Linked DNA regions of Mus musculus: region 1 is linked to region 2. The links are chromatin contacts, called in public capture Hi-C maps. All regions are on one chromosome and are shown on one strand. Each heading gives the region's core, a stretch centred on a gene start, on an enhancer-like site or on the middle of the called end of the contact. The rest is flanking DNA. Distances are from core to core; before and after follow the strand shown. Region 1 overlaps Camkmt (calmodulin-lysine N-methyltransferase). Region 2 overlaps Lrpprc (leucine-rich PPR-motif containing).

Region 1 (3,442 bases), core at 719-3,218, 380 kb after region 2:
CCTGAGAGCTCTCTCCGTGTGGCCCACGGCTGATTCCCAAATTCAGTTAAAAACTTGACATGCATCCCCTTAAAAGCACTTTTGGAAAGCACCGAGGGGCAGGGCTTTAGACTGGATCTGGATGCAATAGAAGGTTCTGGAGAAAGGGAGAAACCATTCCTGATGAGAACAGGGCCGTCATGAAATAGCATGAAAACGTGCAAGGCAGAAGGATCAGGGGCGACTGAGAAGCCAGCTCCATCTCTAGAGAGAGTCCTGAAGGCTGCTTGGTTGTTTTGCTTTAGGGTCCAGGAGTAAACCACAGGAAGACTGATCTAAGTCAGACAGGGAGTAGGCACACACTCCAGGACTGACCTCTCAGGGCCGCAGGACAGACTCAGGAGCTGAATCCTACAGAGCTTTTAAGCCTTACCTTACCCTGCTCTCATTGGTTGGGATATTCACCTGAGGGAAGGGACTTGCCTTGCCCAATACTCATGTCTTAACTTGTCTTCCAGGATGGGACTTGTCTAACATCCATGTCCTCACTTGCCAACCAGGTGTCAGTTGCTCATGTACATGTCTTTCTGCCGAGTAGGATGACAATTCCCTGGGAAATCTTGGGAACTTAAACTTTACTTGACCCCTACTCAGTATGAAAGTCTTATACGAAAGACTTCTTATATTGGTGCAGGTGTCTCTCTTACGCTGGGGCCCATCCCAGAGGCAGCTTAGAAAGGCAAAGACCATAAAAGCTCATGCACGGGGGCAGGAAGTTCTGTCTGGCAGTTGGTTTGGGTCCAAGCTTATTGTGGCTAACTGTACAGAGCAGCTCTAACTGACCTCTATTGTGATTGGTTTCCAAGAACACCAAAGCACGGAGCTTAAGAGAATATGCAGTCAACCCAGGCATGAGAAAGTTTCCTAGTAACAGCAGTAACAGCATAAAATGGCTGCCTAGACAGGCAGCAGTTACTCAGGCCTTAACATTATGCACTCCCACAGACCATAAGCATACACCCACTTTCTCTGTCTTGCTCCCCAACACCTAAGAGTCCCCGACACAGCTCAACAGAGGACATGGGGTGATTCTTACTTGTTAGTAGTCCTTGGCATCTGTTGTCCCCACCTCAAACCTTCTTGTACCTTGAATCTAACCCTTTGAAGTTTTATTAGACTCGAAAATAAATAACCCAAAGAGAATAAGTAACTAAATGATTATGAATTTAAAAGTATCTCATGGTTGTTTATTTTACTAAGCTGTATAGATTATAAAATTATATAAAATTAAAACTTCGACTACTACTTTCACTTTGGCTTATGTAATTGTACATAAAATAAAGGGATAATGAGGCTCATAGTAACTTTTCATTAAGAGGAAAATTTACGGCTGTTAGGTCAAAGCTTAGATTGTGAAATCCCCAGGGTCTTTCATCTTTCTTGTGTATTTGAAAGTGGTTGCCTCCTTGAAAATGGTTGAGACTGAGGAATTGAAGTAAGGGTACTATTCCTACTTTATTGCTTAAAAAGTCTTGTTTTTCTGGTGTTTTGTTTCTTAGAACTTTACAGACCCAGCTCTTGCTATTAGTTAAATGCATGCAGAAACCCGTGGTAGACCAGAACATCTTTTCACTAAAACTTTTACTAAAATTTGCCTCCACTCTACATTATAAGCTCTGATTTACTATTGCATAGAACTTACTGTGTACAGTCTAGATATTGTTTCCGTACCTTATTTTTTAACATAATTTCCCCATGGCTAAATTGAAATATTTTGGAAGCTTTAAATGCTTCCATTATATGTGGAGCCATACATGCCAGAGTTATTAATTTATAATTGCATATGTATCCCATTATATGTGGACCCATGCATACCAGAGTTACTAATTTATAAATGAATGCAGTCTTAAGAAAAGCATAGGCTGAGAGGCCTGACCCATCCTTTTGTCTTTGAATCTGACTACTGTTGCCATGGTAATTGCTGAATTAGAATGCCAGCACTTGACTTTTGGCTTGTCCGAGAAGTGTAGGGTGGGCAGGAAGTCAAGACTGTGGCTTTGTTGCTTTGTGAGTACAATCAGTGCACCCCCACAAAGTCATGCATTGCTTCTCCGGGAAAGGAAAAGACAAATCAAACCATTGCACCACTGAGCTTAGCACGCGCCTTCCGAGTGCTCAGTCAGATCTGGTGACAGGAACGACGTGTTCAGGAAATTAAATGTATGGCGGATCATCCGTACATACACACTGCATATTATAGGTACCTATTTCAATAAGCATTTCCCTTTGAAACTGTAGTATTTTGGTAGATGTGAAGTGACATTTCAATGCGGCTATAATTTGCATTTCCCAATGATGATTTCAGGGGTTCTACCCAGTGCTGAGAGCAGAAGCAGGAGAAAGCTGTAAGTTGGGGCATGGTGACTATGAATAAAATACATTAATATACATGTAAGGTACTGCATAATGAAACCCATTATTTTATGCACTAACTACAAATTTCATTTTAAAACTGGCAAGGCAGGGGCTGGAGAGATGTCTCAGAACTTAAGAGCACACCAGCTGCTCTTCCAGAGGACCTGAGTTCTATTCCCAGCAGTCAATGTTATCTCAAAACCTTCTATAATAGGGTCTGATGCCTCTTCTGGTATGCAGATGTACATGCAGACAAGGTACCCATATACATAAAATACCTAAACAAATACATCTTACAAAAATAACAAAGTGGTTAAAGAAGCGAGGCTGGCAACTGAACAAATAGGATTACTGAATTTATTTAAATACATAGTTTTTTAAATTAAAGATTTATTTATTCTCTTATGTATGAGTACACTGTCACTGTCTTCAGACACACCAGAAGAGGGCATCAGATCCCATTACAGATGGTTGTGAGTCACCATGTGGTTGCTGGGAATTGAACTCAGGACCTTTGGAAGAGCAGTCAGTGCTCTTAACTGCTAAGCCATCTCTCCAGCCCTTAAATACATAGTTTTAATACTAGGAATGGAATTAATAAGAGGTACTAAACAGCTTTTAATTTTTTTTATTTTAAAAAGTCTTTATAAAACTCAAGTCCATTGAGTCCTGATTTCATGTAACGTCATAGATCTTGGCTAATTATGACTTTAATTTACTTTATCTTGTGATTATTTATATTGTTTGCTCACATATAAATATATTCAGTTTCAGTAAATACAAATGGTCCCTGGAATATTTTTTCAAACTTATCTACATTCCATGTAGATATTATCTGCTGAGTTCTTATTCTGTAGATGAGACTTTAAAAGCCTCTTAGATACGAAAAAGCTTCAAAGTAAGTTGCATCTACAGCCTGTTGTCGAGCATTTTCCTTCTGAAAGCCTCTGCTTTTTTTATTCTTCTAAGTCTTTTGGGGCACATTTCACTTTGTAGTTTATTTATTCTGCCTTTTAAAAGCAAAGTTTTTGTTAATCATAAGGTAAAA
Region 2 (3,811 bases), core at 396-2,895:
GAGGAACAGGAAGAGGAGGAAGAAGAGGAACAGGAAGAGGAGGAAGAGGAGGAGGAGGACCAAGACCAGAGCAATGGAGCCCACACATGGTCTCCATAATAAAATCAAGTAGCCTGTACACACCAACCGTTATTTTTGAAAAATGATTTTTATACTTGTGCATGCCTGTGCGTGCGTGTGCTGGGGGGGGGGCACACATACAATATACAGAGGTCAAAGGACAAGTTGCAAGAGTCGGTTATTTCCTCAGGTTGTTGGCCTTGGCGGCATGTGCCTTTACCCACGGAAGGAACTAACTTGCTAGCACAATCAACAAGTATTTTCTACTCTGATACTGACTGATATAGAACTGGGAGGGGGAGAGACAGCCAGGAATGAATCCAAAGACATTAACATGACATACGTTCAGTAACACAATTAGCTGGATAATTCAAATAGTTCCATTGCAGGAACAGTTCTACAACTTGCTCTGTAGACCAAGCTGGCCCTGAACTCACAGAGATCTGCCTTCTGAATGCTATGATTAAAGGAATGGTCCACCAACTGGACCTTTGCAAGAAAGGCTTCAAGTTACAATCCTATATAATGATGAAAAACATTTTAATGGCTCAAGGCTAAAGCCTGTCCTAGGGTTTCTATTGCTACAACAAAACTCCATGACCAAAAAGTTGGGAAGGTAAGGGTTTGTTTGGATTACACTTTTACATTACTGTTCTCCATTGAGGGAAGTCAGAGCAGGAACTCAAACAGGGCAGGAATCTGGAGGCAGGAGCTGATGCAGAGGCCATGGAGGATGCTGTTTACTGGCTTGCTCACATGACTTGCTTAGCCTGCTTTCATATAGAACACAGGACCACCAGCCCAGGGATGACACCACCCATTATGGTCTGGGTCTGGCCCCACTAATCACTAATTGAGAAAATGCCTTACAGCTGGATCTCATGGAGGCATTTCCTCACCCGAGGCTCTTTCCTCTCTAACAATTCTAGCTTACATCAAAAACCAGCCAGTATCAATTCCCCTGTTGATTCTCTGGGGTCCACATAGCTACATAGGGAAAGCAGCTATAGAATAATCCTTGTAGGATATTGTTGAGGTAAATCTCCAGCCCAAATCTCCCCTGGCAATGAAAACAGGACTCAATTAATATGAATACATGCTGTGCGCCTAGGTTGGGCATATTTACCACTACACTACCATCTTCCACATCTATGAGACCCCTTAAAATTTGTGGTTTCTCCAGGTCATGTGCTTCTACTTGGCTTTTCTTCTTTCATCTTCTCCTTCCTCTTCCTCTTCCTCCTCCTTCTTTGTCCTCCTCCTCCTCCTCCTCTGCATCCTCTCCCTCTTCCATTTTTCTCCTTCTCTCTCACCACCTTCAGCTCCACCTTCCCTTTTATCTACCCAATCATCAGCTCTCCTTTATTTTACAAATTAAGGTGGGAAGCAGGTTTACAGGAAACACCTGGGTGCTGAGTCATTTTTTTGTTCACAACCACTCACAAGAGAACAGAATTAACATCAAATATAATTAGCCCCAGGGCTATTCACAACAGGCTATCACAGCTGGAATATAAGCACTGTGAAGTATACAGGGAATCTTATCTGTGGAGTCTAAAAAACTGAGCAGCAGAGAGCAGCTGGAGGTTGCCAGGGAAGAGAGAGGAAGTGGAGAGATGATGGCTCTGGAGTACTAGCGAGTCAGGTAGGTTCTGGAGTCCTACCCAGCAGTGCCTACAGTTGTACATCATCAGTGCAATTACACATCCTCAGAAAACCCAACAATGATAGCAACGATGGTGATAAAAACGGTGGGAGGAAACTCTGGATGGTGATGGATATGTTTACGGCCTTGATGCTGGCGCTGGTTTCACTGGTATACACTTATCCCCAAAGTTAATGAGATGTATACATTAAATATGTATCTTTTAATATGTCAATCATATTGTAGAAAGGCCTCATAAAAACCTAGAGGAAAGAAAGAATATGAGCCTGTATTTACAGGCTGTGGTGAAAGGAGAATAAGAGCTATGCTTCTAACCATTCAGGTCAGCTTTGTCTCAGATCAAAACCCACGGCAGAACTCCAGAAATGGCTCACAGTAGTGATACTTGAGAAAACCCATACACAAACACACTCAATGAAAATCAATATTCCATGACATGATCTTTATCTACTTGAAGTGCTTTGGTATTTTCAAGGCTAGTTCATTTAAGAAATGGTTCATTCTGCCCCACTAAATAGTGGCACCTACAGTTTGAAACTATGCTAGCTAGGTCAGCAGCCTTCTGAGAGGTATGCATAGCACTGAGCATCATAGGAAGCAGGGTGTCATGAAACACACAAGATATACAGTACAAGTGGCCATGAGGGAATGCTATCAAAGAATCTGAGGCCCATGACTTATCTGTTATCTCAGTCAGAACCTTAGCTCTGATGGCTCAGTCAATGCAGGGCTCAGCATACACAAGCCCAATCAAGGAGTTTTTGTGTAGTAAGCGGTATGCATGAGTGTGTGTCTGCATATACACACAGATATGCATGTGCACACCCATGTGTATGTAAATTCCTCAATTGCTCTCCACCTCACTTATTGAAAGCAGGGTCTCTTGTTGAACTTGGAGTCCATCAATGACAGCTCTTACCTTGTCCAGCTTCAGTGTAGGTTCTGGGATCTGAACCCTTGTCTTCATGCTTGCATAGCAAGGACCTGACCACTGAGTCCCCTCCGCAGCCCCAGGGTGAAGGAGACCATTATGCTCTACTCTGGGGAACTCTTTGGCGTATTTGTGACCAGCACTCAGGATTAAATGGCCTTTGACGTCTTACATTTTCCTCCCTAACAATTTAAGTTCCCTACTTGTACTCCTTAACATGGAACTCTCTTCTGTTTTCTGCCTCCCTGTCTTTCCAAATCACTTATTTCAGAGCACCTTGGCTATGTACAGTAAGATGGAGTTCCACAATGATTTTCTGAAAAAGTAAATTAATCCGCATCCCACACCACTGAGGTTAGAGCCGACAAGACACCATTGAAAATGTTTTCAGGCATTAATTGAAGTGTAAATAAGGTCTGAAAAAATGCGCAAGTCAGAGTACATTAAATAGGTTCAGGGTCCAAATGTGACTGTTGGTGTCAAAACACACACATGGACCAGGCATGGTGGCAAACATGCCTGTTATCCCAGCACTCGAGAGGCCGAGGACGGCTACAAGTTTGAGGCCAGCCTGGAAAACAGCGAGACCTGCTTTAAACAAATAACTCATAAAATTAAGCAACTTTTCACGTTACTTTTCTGGGCATCTGAGACGTCTCAGCTTGTATTCCTTTAAAGTGAGGGTTTCTACAGACAAACAGATACTCACAAATCCTTCACGTGCATTGCTTGGGTGAAGTCGTCCTTACTCAGCAGCAAGCCTATCAAGGTGCTATAAGTTTCACTGCTAAATACAACGTTTTGCTTTTCGGCTTTAAGGAAGATATTATATGCATCTATAAGAGAGAAAAAGATAAAAAATGGAGACAATATTATTCTGAACTAGCAAAACAAAAAGTCCCAAAATATATTCCTGTCCACGGTTGCCAATCCTTGGAGACAGGCAGTGAGCGCCCCAGTGTGCTCCCAGCTCCCAAGACAAACCACCGAAAAGAAAAGGGCTTCTTTTCCAAATTATTTTTTATACTTGCTTTGAGTCAACAGATTATGTTCCTCCTAATAAAAATGAAAATCAGCTCTTCTAAATTCAAAAGATTGCAAAATAAATCGCAAAATATGCGTTAAAGTCCAAATAAACCAGAGGTATAATTTAG

Evidence for each region. Capture Hi-C pulls out chosen DNA fragments and counts their contacts.
Region 1: a contact with region 2 is called in a capture Hi-C map of embryonic stem cells, with 3 times the contacts expected there. The contact joins two enhancer-like sites. A contact is called at or near these places in 1 of 39 promoter capture datasets (embryonic stem cells), 3 of 115 datasets of contacts at active chromatin or transcription factors (embryonic basal ganglia, embryonic stem cells and neural tube) and 1 of 9 other capture datasets (embryonic stem cells).

What each region holds. Positions count from the first base shown.
Region 1 is chr17:85,099,948-85,103,389 of GRCm38.p6, forward strand. All of the region lies in intron 2 of Camkmt (calmodulin-lysine N-methyltransferase), which reads left to right. Among named protein-coding and RNA genes, the nearest start is that of Camkmt, 11 kb to the left of the region's middle. Within about 2 kb of position 1,969, at least 12 of the 459 cell types and tissues checked have an H3K27ac peak or open chromatin away from gene starts, as enhancers often do. A contact at or near this core is called in embryonic stem cells, where this site is marked.
Region 2 is chr17:84,719,331-84,723,141 of GRCm38.p6, forward strand. Lrpprc (leucine-rich PPR-motif containing) reads right to left here. Exons shown (of 38, transcript NM_028233.2): 30 at 3,367-3,493. Among named protein-coding and RNA genes, the nearest start is that of Abcg8, 38 kb to the left of the region's middle. Within about 2 kb of position 1,646, at least 9 of the 459 cell types and tissues checked have an H3K27ac peak or open chromatin away from gene starts, as enhancers often do. A contact at or near this core is called in embryonic stem cells, where this site is marked.